2 separate regions of the Arachis hypogaea genome follow, and region 1 is linked to region 2. Evidence: chromatin contacts called from public Hi-C data. All regions are on one chromosome and are shown on one strand. Each heading gives the region's core, a stretch centred on a gene start, on an enhancer-like site or on the middle of the called end of the contact. The rest is flanking DNA. Distances are from core to core; before and after follow the strand shown.

Region 1 (6,269 bases), core at 2,917-5,416, 210 kb after region 2:
TGTTTTGAGACTTTTTTATGTTTTGATATTTTTTTCGTAAAATTGCAGGTCTTTTTTACTGAAATAGGATGATTTTTAAGGATGGTATTATGCAACTTTACTTCTTGTTACCTAACATATTTATTTCAGATGAGGATTTTTCTCAGTGGTTTAATAAGTCATTTCACAGACTATTTTGGACGTTTTTACCGTGTATCGAGGCATTCCGGCATTGTAAGCCGTTGGTGAGTATTGACAGCACCCATCTGTATGGCAAGTATGGGGAACGTTGCTTGTCGCGATTGCACAGGACGGGAACTCCAACATACTCCCTGTTGCATTCGCACTAGTCGAGGGTGAGAATGCTGAGTCTTGGTCCTTCTTTCTCTCCCACCTGCGTCAGCACGTGACACCGCAGCTGGGGCTGCTGGTTATATCGGACGGCATCAAGGCCACGCTTGAGGCTCCGGATGGAAGATGGCTACCTCCAGCTGCATACCAGGCATTCTGCATTCGACATGTAGCAGCAAATTTTGCCCTAACCTTCAAGGGCAAAGACGCAAGGAGGCTTCTTATGAACGCGGCGTACACTAAGACCGAGGTAGAGTTCTATTACTGGTTTGATATTCTGCGGTCTGAAGACCCAGCGACGTGTGATTGGACGAACCGGATTGAGTATTCGTTGTGGACAGAGCATTGTGATGAGGGCCAGAGATTCGGGCACATGACGACGAATATCTCTGAGTGTGTGAACTCAATCCTCAAAAGTGTCAGAAATCTCCCTTTGTGCTCGCTGGTGAAGGCAACATATGGAAGGTTGGCTGAACTATTTGTCCGCAAGGGGAGAGAGGCTGAGGCCCAGCTGGGTACCGGACAACAATTCAGTCAACACTTGATGAAGTGTATCGAGGCCAACACGATCCATGTCAGGAACTCGCCCAGCACCCCTCTGCAACGCCTCCACAGGAATAGGAACGGCTCTCGGATCCCCCAAATACATCTCTGGTGACAAGAACCTCTTTCCATGCTAACTCCACCACTGCAGGAAGTCATGTGAGGGTCCAGGGTCTGCAACAACATCGAACCGAAGAATGTGGTCCGCACGGCGCTCCCAATGAACATGCCAGAACTGAAGAGTCGACGGGAACCAACGATCGCTGCCTCTCCTGTCCTTCGACATCAGAAAGTCGATGTTCAGGGCGGGCTGCGGACGGGGCTGGACTCCACCGAACTGCGGTAAAATCCTGTCTATCTGATGCCACTCTATCACGGTAAAGTATATCAGTGAGGTCACAGACCGCCACATTGCCGTATGCCGAGGCTCCAACACCTCCGGACAGACAACCTGCACTACCTCGGGAGAGCTATATGGCATCCACATAAACTGCAGAAAGATTCCAACATTGTCAGGCCAATTCATGATCCAAAATCATAAAGTTTAATTAATTAAATAAACATAGCCGATTAGTATACTCACATCACTAGGCTGTAACATGTCTATCCTCAGTCTCCACATCTGCACTCTAGGTCCCTTCTCGCTACCGGAAGGATTGTAACCTGACCACCTGCATCTCACATCGGTGTTATAGCTAATTAAAAGTGTGACAGCTTTGTATAACATAAGAAGCGTACATGGAATAAACTATTTTAAATTGAAATAGAAAAGTCTGAGTACGGTACCTCGAGGCCAACGGCCAGTTGCACGTATCATACCCAGCAGGCCTAAACCTAGGAAAGCGCCAAAAAATCTAGGACTGAAGTAACTGAAGTAGGACTGAAGTAACTGAAGTGGGCCCGCTAACTTCTCTACATGTCTGTTCGCCACTCGGCACATGCACCGGTACAACCATGCTAGTGCTGCAGACTCCCAGCTGTAGGTACCCATCTCCTCAAGCCTAGCTACGTAGGGAAGCCATCTGATGTGAATGCGGTTGCCGAACTTGTCGGCAAACAGCTGAGTACCCAACAACATCATGATATATGCACGAGCAAAGCGCCGCACAGTCTCCTCATCGGCTCCCGCGGGGCACTCTCCAAAAGTCTCCTGGAACAAGGTGCAGTTTACAACGAACTTCTGAACTTGGCTCAGAGGAGGAATCACTCCAAGCAACTCCTGGAACCACAACCAAGCAGGACGGCCACCCTCGATGTATATTTGGAAATCTGTAAGGCAACCACTGACATAGCGCCCGTCCACTGGCAACCCCAACTGGTACGCCACATCCTGAAGTGTGATCGTAAACTCTCCGAATGGCATGTGGAAGGTGTGCATCTCCGGACGCCACCGCTCGACGAATGCACTAACAAGGGGCTCATCTAATCAGAACCATCTATCGTTCAGCCTCGTAAGATGGTATAATCTGGCCATCTGCAAGTACGGAACGTATCTCTCATCGAGTCACTGCCCTGCTGCCTCCGCATACTCGAGATGCAACGCTGGGGCTGTCAAAACATGGACCGCATACAAAAGCAATATAATAAACCACATACAAAAGCAGTATAATAAACCACTACCAAGACCGCATGCAAATCCACTTACATAAACCGCATACAAAACCACTAACATAAACAAGATCAAAGACCACCGACATAAACCGCTAACATAAACTGCTAACATAAACTATCAACAAAACTTATCTACAAAACCACTAAAATCAACTGAACGCAATACCACTAACAAAAACCATTAATAGAAATCGTTAATGTAAACCGCTAACATAAACCACATCCAAAGCCACTAACAATCCCACATGTAAAATCACTAAACAAAAACCACTAACAATACCACATGCAAAGCTAGTAACAGAAACCGCTAAATTAAACCACCTACCAAACCGCAAACAAAACCACTTTAATAAACCACATGCAATACCACCAACAAAAACCACGTGCAGAACCACAAAAATATAGCACCAGGAAAAAAAATCACTAACTCGTCATTGATGACCCCGGCAATATGAGCCATTCCATCCAACCGATATAGTCTACCTGGATCGTCCTCCATCAGCTAAATAGTCTGCTCGAGCCTTTGTCGAAGCGAATCTGGGTCGTTTTCTCTGGAATTTGGTGGGGTCTGAGAGTGGAGAAGTGATTCGAATGGGGTGTATTCGAATTCCTTTTATAGTAAAATCTAGTGTAATTCGAAACAGGTCAATTCGAATTACTACTAGTGGCGAAACAAGGATAGTTCGAATCAACTTGTGTCGAATTAACTAGGTATAATTCGAATTGCATCAAGTCGAATTATGTAGACTTCTTGTGTGATAGTAATTCGAATTGCATCGATTCGAATTATGCATGTTTCACGTCTGCATGTAATTCGAGATTGCTTGATTCGAATTACATAGGATTCAAGTTCGAAATGAGGTGATTCGAGCTACATTAATATGTGCATTGGTTGATTGGTGAATCAATTTTTCTTTTGGCTGAATCCTGTAATATGTATCTCCACATGGCTTATTTCAGTTTTTTACCCTTAATATTATGACTTTTTATCAACTAAAAGTAAAAAAAAATAGAGTGAATGGTCAAATTAATCCCTGAAATATCACGCGTTCTCCAAATTAGTCCCTGTAAGATTTTTTTAATCAAATTCGTCTTTTAAAAAAATTAAATTAGTCTTGTTAGTCTTTCCATCACTTTGTTTGTTGATTATGTCAAAATTTGCTATTTTAACAGGTTAAGTGGTACCCCAACATACACCTAGAAGTCTTAATTGACTATTAACATGATTAGTTTATGAAATTAGATAAAATCAACCCTAAATTGAGGGATTCCAATGTCTCAAGTTTTTTTCTACCATTAGGTTTTGATTTGATATAATTTCATAAACTTATTATGTTAATAGTCAATAAAAATTTCTAGGTGTGTGTTGAAATATCACTTAATGTGTCACATTAGCAAATTTTGACACCATCAACAAATAAAATGACGAAAGAATTAACATGACTAATTTAAAATTTTTAAGGACGGATTTAATTAAAAAAAATTTCGAAGATCAATTTAAAAAACAAATAATTTTTTAAAGACTAATTCAATCGTTTACTCAAGTAAAACATCACTTCTAAATCTTTCCAAACGGAGCCTTAATATACTATACTAGCTAGATAATAATCAACAATTCATTGGCGGTCTTCATTCAATTACATGCCCATTTCTTACAAGATAGTTTAATGAAATTGAAAATTGAATCATTTGGCTTATACGAGTCACAAATTAAATTTGGCACCTCACATTTTTTGTTTAAGTTGACCAAGTTGAAATAAGTATTTGTAGCAACTTTATCATCTTGTGGAAGAAATTAGACACAAGCCATAGGATTGAACATGAAGAGATGGATTATTGCTCCTATTTTGTGTGGTAGTAAACTCTCCTCATTATTGGTGGATCAGGAAATGGCTCAAATTCCAACCAAAGAATATCTGTCTCGTAAGGGTAACTTATTATATCTTGGAGACAACATATGTCTTCCACGTGGCTTAAAAACTAATCTTCACTGTGTGGATGTTAAGGATTCTACAACCAATCTTGAAAGATATTCTCTTATATTCCTTTCTCTTAACTCAACTTAGTCACTATAATAAGTCTTTATAGTGTTCATTATTTCCTCTGTAGTAAGTACGATTACTCTCTGCTGCTACAAGAACAATAACACAGCCATGGCTGCTTCAGTTTCAACCATAGGAGCTGTCAAAGGAACTCTAGTATGATACTTTTACCTTACTTTGTTACTTTCAATTAATTCTATTCACTCAATTTATCACTTCTAGTTTTAAATTATGTATAAGATTAAGATAGTAATTGGATTGGATGCAGTGTGAATTAGTAATCAGTTATAAATACCAAATTAGAAAAATAATGATCAAGCGGACTATGGATACATACATATCATTAATTTGTGAGTTATCAATATATCTAGATGCGATTCATGATTTCTTGTATAGTTAAAAAAACTTGATTAGAGTTTTGAATAGAGTAGTAACTCTTAATGTAATTTCACATTGCAGGTGAGTTTGAATGGTTCTGGAGCTGTGGCTTCATCAGTTCCCAGTTCATCAGCTTTCTTTGGAAGCAGCTTGAAGAAGGTTACATCAAGAATCCCCAGCAGCAACAAGGTTTCCTCCGGAAGCTTCAAGATTGTGGCGGTCGATGAGGACAAGAACAAGCAGACAGATGAGGACAGATGGAGAGGGTTGGCCTATGATATCTCAGATGACCAGCAAGACATCACAAGAGGGAAGGGTATGGTTGATCCTCTCTTCCAAGCTCCAATGGATACTGGCACTCACTATGCAGTCATGAGCTCCTATGAATACCTCAGTACCGGCCTCAAAACGTGAGTGAGTCAAAGATCAATAAATTTATATGGCACATTCAGATAATGAATAATGTTATTAGAACATAATCAATCAGAGATTATGTACAAATAACATTACCCTTTTTTCTTCGAACCTAAAGACTGACGATGGAGTGGAGTTTGATTTTAGGTACATGGACAACACGAAGGACGGATTTTACATTGCTCCTGCTTTTATGGACAAGCTTGTTGTCCACATCAGCAAGAACTTCATGACTCTGCCCAATATCAAGGCATGTTAACTTTTATTAACTTATTGTTGGTTAAAATATGTTACTTCTTTTAGTTGATATATATAGTTCTTCATGATTTAAACAGGTTCCTCTCATTCTTGGTATCTGGGGAGGCAAAGGTCAGGGAAAATCTTTCCAATGTGAGCTTGTGTTTGCCAAGATGGGAATCAAGTGAGTTAGTTATTACTATATCATCATTCGTTCACGGATATAAAATATATAATAAAAATAAGTTAAATAATACATGTATTTATAGATAACCCGTGTAATATACTAGCATTCCTTACATGTTGAGTATATGATGACATGACAGCCCGATCATGATGAGTGCCGGAGAACTCGAAAGCGGAAACGCCGGAGAGCCGGCAAAGCTGATAAGGCAACGGTACCGCGAAGCAGCGGACATAATCAAGAAGGGAAAGATGTGCTGCCTCTTCATCAACGATCTAGACGCAGGAGCAGGTCGTATGGGTGGAACTACGCAGTACACGGTGAACAACCAGATGGTCAACGCCACCCTGATGAACATCGCCGATAACCCCACGAATGTTCAGCTCCCAGGAATGTACAACAAAGAAGAGAATCCTCGAGTTCCCATCGTGGTCACCGGTAACGATTTCTCCACCCTCTATGCTCCCTTGATTCGTGACGGCCGTATGGAGAAGTTCTACTGGGCGCCAACGAGAGAGGACAGGATTGGT
Region 2 (6,218 bases), core at 763-3,262:
TTCTTCTAAGGTTCTTAGTAAAAATATATTACTTCATACTATCGGGTCGTTGAGGACTGTTGCTAGACGCCAACCTTGATTAGTAAATTTAGTACGATTAATTTATTACCCGCTTAGTATTGAACCTATGGGGTCACACTCGTTAGTGTTCTAATATTTGCTATAAAATTATTTAATTATTATTTTGATTTGATCAAATAAATAATTATATTAATTCAAATGAAATATTATTATATTTTTTGCTAGCACCAAGAATATAATAATAGTATGATAATTGAGAATATTAAATAAGATTTGAGAATAATTAGTTATTCTGTTTCTAAATTTGGATGAGGACCTAATTGATTCTGTTTTCAAATTGAGTTATGATATAATTCATAAATTTGAAGGATTCAGATTTAAAATTTTAAGATATGATTTAAATTTGAATTGAGATTCAAATTTAAAATTAATAACAAATCTCATACACGCCAAGAGTACAAGAAAATAGAGAGAATAACAAGAGTTTTATTCCTTTACCTTTACACACATAAACGTATGTGAGCCTGATTTTTAGAGAAGAATTTTATAGCGTGCAAAGAGTTGCACGAGATTTCTCAATTTAGATTAGATGTCCATTGGTCAAGAAGTTGACAGTAAATGTTGGTCTCGGTGTGGATACGCATAGAGTATTCATACAATCGAAGAATAAAGTTTTTACTAAAGCATCTAAAGGTATTTAGATCTGATTTATATATTATTATTGGAATAAAGTTTAGGCACAAAATAGATCTTTAGGATTACCTTCTTTTCTTCCACTGCGTGTTATGAACACATGGTAATCCTTCAAACTTATCGACAACGAATTCTTTTTATCATTTTAAGTTATTTGTTTAGGTTGTTACTTTTTAAATATTAAGTTATTTGCAGTTTATTCTTTTAAATTATAAATTATTATTTATTTAAGTTGTTATTTTTTAATTTTAAGTTATTTTTTTAGGTTGTTATTTTTTAAATTTGAAGTTATCTACTTAGATTGTTATTTTTTAAATTTTTAAATACACTTTTTTAAGATGTTAAATATTTAATTTTTAATGTTGTTGAACTAATTTAAAAATTTTATTTATAAATTATTTATTTGGATTACTACTTTTTAAAATTTTAAATCATAATTATATTTTATTCTTATTATAATAGTATTATTCTTTTATTTAAAAAAATTAATAAATTATAATTTTTTTAAAAAACTAAGTTCAAGATTAACATACTTTAAATGTACTGATATTTTTATTATTATTATTATTATTATTATTATTATTATTATTATTATTATACCTACACAGATTTCATGAAAAAAAATCATTCTATCTTTATTTGTTTGATGGATAAAAAATATCTATTATTAATCCAACTCATTTTTTAAAAAATTTTCAAATCAAATACCAAAAAGGCCCACAAACTTAATCACTTCTATTATGCTAACATATTTAATATTATTAAGTATCAAATAAGGACAATATCTAAAATCTCTATAGGTATTGCAGGAGTTGTTTCTCTCTCTCCAAACACTGCTTACATACGTAACCCTCCAGTAATGGCCACATCACTTCCACACATGAGGAATAAGATAATCTTCCTCATCGTAGAACTCACCATATTTTAATGATTTAATTATGTTTAGTAATATATTTGAACAACATTTACTGAAAGTGTTGCATTCTTACAATATTTTTGTGATTTAACTCACTTTTTTTGTCTACGATATCTCTCAATTTGATAGATTAAGTATTAACCGTCGTGGATCTGAACTCCATTTAAGAGTTTACTATTGACCAATAGATCAATGCATGCACAAGACGAAATTCGAACCTCCAATACTTATTTAAACGAACAAATGAGCTTTTCACTTAACTAACCTAATTTTTTTTTTGGTAATTACCTAAGTTGGTTTCAACTCTCACATTTTATTCCCCACTTGGTAGTCCAACAAGGAGCTATCTGATTATTTATTTTATGACTTGGGCCTTGGTCCACAATAATGGTTTTGGTCTCGTATCCCGTTGTTGTTTATTGGGCTTGTGAGGGTTGCATCAACATATGTCATGAGAAGGCAACCAGTAGAATTGTTGCAAATAATTAACTTGAGTTTGTCAATTAGTGAGTTTATTTGTTCGTTTAAATAAATGTCATAATAATAAAAAATAAATAAATATCATAGATTCGAATCTTATTTTATATATATAATAATTTATTAGACAACAATAAATTTTTAAATAAAATTTAAATTATCAATAAATTAACCCTTGACTTGCTGACTTAAAAAATACTGTAAAAAAAATTGTTGCAAGTACCTTACACTGGTCACGTTTCACAATTTCACAATCTAAATATCTGGGATTGCTGATAGTAAATATACGGCACAGATCAAAGAAAACAAAATTAATATCAGACAATGTAATGAAAGGAAAGTATTGTTTAAGGCAATTCTTCGATACTCCGACAACAAGGATAACAAATTAGTAGTAATAGTGTAATAATAACTTGACGTGTTAATTGTGACGTTATTACATGACGCACGCACGCATCTCTTTTATTTTATTTTTTAATTATTCTCAATGTACAAATCATTTTTTATATAAGTTTGTACAAGTCATTTTATCCTAATTCATTTCACGCATCTCTTAATTTAACTAACTTTTTAATCAACGAGTGAATATATAACTGTCTTTTTTAAAAGAATTTTATTTCTATTTTTAAATTTTTTCAACGATTTCAATCTACGTTTTCTTTTAATCTGTATTTCTTTTTGTTTGTTCTCTACATTTTTGAAATCAAGCTCTAAAATTAGTTTTGAACAATTATCTCATTATTGAAGATAATGAATAATTCAAGTTCAGATTGTCAATTATTGAACCAGAACGAAGTTGATTATTATTTTGAATCCAATCAAGTGACTGAGGTGTGATTCAATTCTAATTAATATTTTCATTAGTAGTTATAATTCTGTAGGTGAATAATGTTTTTATTTGTGAAAATTGTTATTCATCGTTGATGATTTGAATTGAATATAATATAAAAGTTCTGCATTAAAGAAAACATTTTTCTATATTTGCAGTAAATTTTGGTATAACACAAAGATATTTGAGTGTATTATTTAAGAATTTTTGGTTTATGTATGCTGATAAGTTCTGTATAATTCAAAACTCTTCTTCCCCCTCTTCCTCATCTTCTGCTGCTTTTTCTTCTTCTTTTTCATCATCATCTTTTTTTTTCTTGTTTTATCTTCTCAAGTTTCTTCTTGTTTTATTCTCTTAATAAGAATAAAAACAAAAAAATCAAATAAAGAAGAAGAAGAAATACATAATGGTACAAAATTACTTGAAAGAGGATAACTTACATTCATTCACCTAAAAAAGAAAGAAATAAAGAAAAAAGAAGAAAGAAAAAATGCATCATTAGAGAAAATATTTTTCTGTATTTGTAGCAAATTTGGGTGTAACACAAAGATATTTGAGTGTATTATGTAAGAATTTTCGGTGTATGTGTACTGATAAGTTCTGCATAATTCAAAACTCTTCATCTTCCTCCTCCTCATCTTCTGCTGCTTTTTCTTCATTTTTTTCATCATCATCACCATCTTCTTCTTCTATTTTTTTATTCATCTTTTCTTTTTAATTTTACCATATCAAATTTCTTCTTGTTTTACTCTCTTAACAAGAATAAAAACAAAAAAATCAAACAAAGAAGGAGAAGAAATACTTAATGCTGCAAAATTACTTGGAAGAGGATGAACTTATATTTATTCAATTAAAAGAAAGAAAGAAATAAGAGAAAAAAAAAAAGAAAAAATGCAGCACTAGAGAAAATATTTTCCTATATTTGCAGCAAATTTAGATGTAACACAAAGATATTTGAGTGTATTGTTTAAGAATTTTCGGTGTATGTGTGTTGATAAATTCTACATAATTCAAAACTCTTCATTTTTCTCTTCCTCATCTTCTGCTGCTTTTTCTTCTTCATCTTCTTATTTCATTTTTTCATAATTCTTTTCGAATTCAATGTCGCAACTTCTTTCATTTTTCGCGACGATTTTAAGAGATTTTTGAGAGATTTTGATCATTGTTTAAATTTTGAGCATTGCGATTTTGATTGAAAAGAACCGTTTGCGTTATTTAAGAGTTAGGAAAGCGTATATTTACACAATCTAAACTGAAGATCATTTTTGTTAGATTTGGACCAATTTATATGAACTTGTATACCAAAAAAAATTATATGTCTAACAGATGTCTTTATTTTTATAGACACCGGTTCATTTGTTTGATTGAAGAAAAATAAGTTTAATTTTGTTTAATATATATAACAAAGTTTAAATGTGTGATTTTGTATTAAAATTAAGAAATAACAAAGAATATAGATTCATTTAGCAACACATACAGCAACAACTTTCAACATCCATTTAGCATCTTTGACCTTTTAAAAAAAAATTTAAGAGTCATTATTTTTAAAATACTTATCGTGCTAGTATTTAATATAGATTCTTTTTAAATTAAGATAAAATAATATTGAGAAATCTTATATTTTTTAATTTTAAAATTAATTCATCACATTAATATTGTTCTTTAAATTTTATCTTATAATATATATAAATAACTTGATGAATATGAATAATAAGTATCATGCTTATAAAATAATTTTTAGAAAAACTTTTATTAAAGAAAAAATCTGATTTTAATGTATTTATTGATTGATAAAGGTTAACAAATATTTTGAACAAAAATTTAATTTAATTGTACTAATATTATATATTTTGTGTTAAAAAATATTGACCTTTCCAAAATATTTTCTCAAGCTTCGGATCCTCCTTCTCTGGTTTTAGGTTTTCCCACTAAGAAAACTTAACACTCGTGCTGAACATGCAATAACTCATAATACCGAGGAATAATGAGTTATGGGTAGTGCTAGGAAGATAATGGTCTAAGCGTATAATGTGTACAATGGGTTAAATCTTTGGTCCATGAATAAAATGAACATTATCCACACTATTCAGAATAACCATCCGGATACTAGGGATAATAAACATCTCATATCATAAAATCACTCATCCCAAAAACTTAAGTTGATTTTGGAGTTTACCAAAGATCGAATACTTGATCTTTCGGATCTACAACTCTAATACCATATCATGAACCCACTCATCCCAAAAGCATAACCTGACAAGACAATCTAACACTAATGGTCATATCTCTAATATTTCTTAAATCTCCATTGTACACATTGTACGTTTAGACCATTGGCTCCCTATACTTTTCCATGAGTTATACATGAAAACATACATGTAGGTCCATGATTTGCTCTACTGTTGACCGTAAGATCAATCTCTTTGGCTCAAGTATTTCCACGCATCGCTTTAGTTTGTTAGTGAAATGTTCACATTTATATTAGATCTTTTCCCATCTGCGTTCACATACATTTTTTCATAGACCCCAAGAGACCAAAACGACAAACTAAGGGGACCAATGCCTGTCGTACGGAAAAGTAACAATGCAATACTATCATACGACAAAGCATTAATAACATGCTAGTTAGCAAAAGTAGGTTTTAAATGAAGTATACAACCACATCAGATTGAATTTGTATTTTCTAATTTCTATTTTTCTGAATTCTTTTTTAGTAGGCTGTAGGCAATATAATTACAATTACTTTTGTGTAAGAGTTTATTGATTTTAAGAGCATGCTCTAATTAACCTTAGTAAATTAATTAATTAGTATTGAACCCATAAAAAACCTTAGTAAGTTGATTAGTATTGAACCGAATTAAGTTTTATGCTAAAATAAAATATATATATATATATATATATATATATATATATATATATATATATATATATATATATATATATATATATATATATATAATATAAGGTGCAGCACTTCAAAAGTATTGTGCCTAAGTAGGTTACCTTAGATTTTCATTTACCTCAAAAGACTGTTATAAGCCCAATGAAAAAGAAAGTCCCTTAATTCTAATAGCTGTGGAGTAAGAGAAGTTAAAGAAGAGCAAATTATGGAGGAAGATGATGATACTAAAGAAAACAGAGAGAAGAATTAACATAGCTATGGGATTCAACTTTGAAGAAGATTATTACTTTACAAAAGCACTTATTAGAGTTTAGGGAAGACAAAAAGAGAGTGAGAGGAGATGTTGAAGGAGAGGTGATCTACATCTAGTGATAGTGATA

Evidence for each region. Hi-C and Micro-C count contacts between places; a contact is called where the count stands out from the background.
Region 1: a Hi-C map of an unstated tissue shows a contact between it and region 2, with 3 times the contacts expected there. The contact joins the promoter of LOC112702482 here to the enhancer-like site in region 2. A contact is called at or near these places in 4 of 8 Hi-C or Micro-C datasets (leaf and an unstated tissue).

The regions. Positions count from the first base shown.
Region 1 is chr7:12,059,245-12,065,513 of arahy.Tifrunner.gnm2.J5K5, forward strand. LOC112702482 (ribulose bisphosphate carboxylase/oxygenase activase 1, chloroplastic) reads left to right here and starts at 4,167. Exons shown (of 7, transcript XM_025753531.2): 1 at 4,167-4,682; 2 at 4,986-5,314; 3 at 5,466-5,568; 4 at 5,654-5,739; 5 at 5,882-6,269. The coding sequence starts at 4,638.
Region 2 is chr7:11,849,104-11,855,321 of arahy.Tifrunner.gnm2.J5K5, forward strand. No RefSeq gene overlaps it. Among protein-coding and RNA genes, the nearest start is that of LOC112702479, 24 kb to the left of the region's middle. Within about 2 kb of position 2,013, at least 3 of the 3 cell types and tissues checked have open chromatin away from gene starts, as enhancers often do.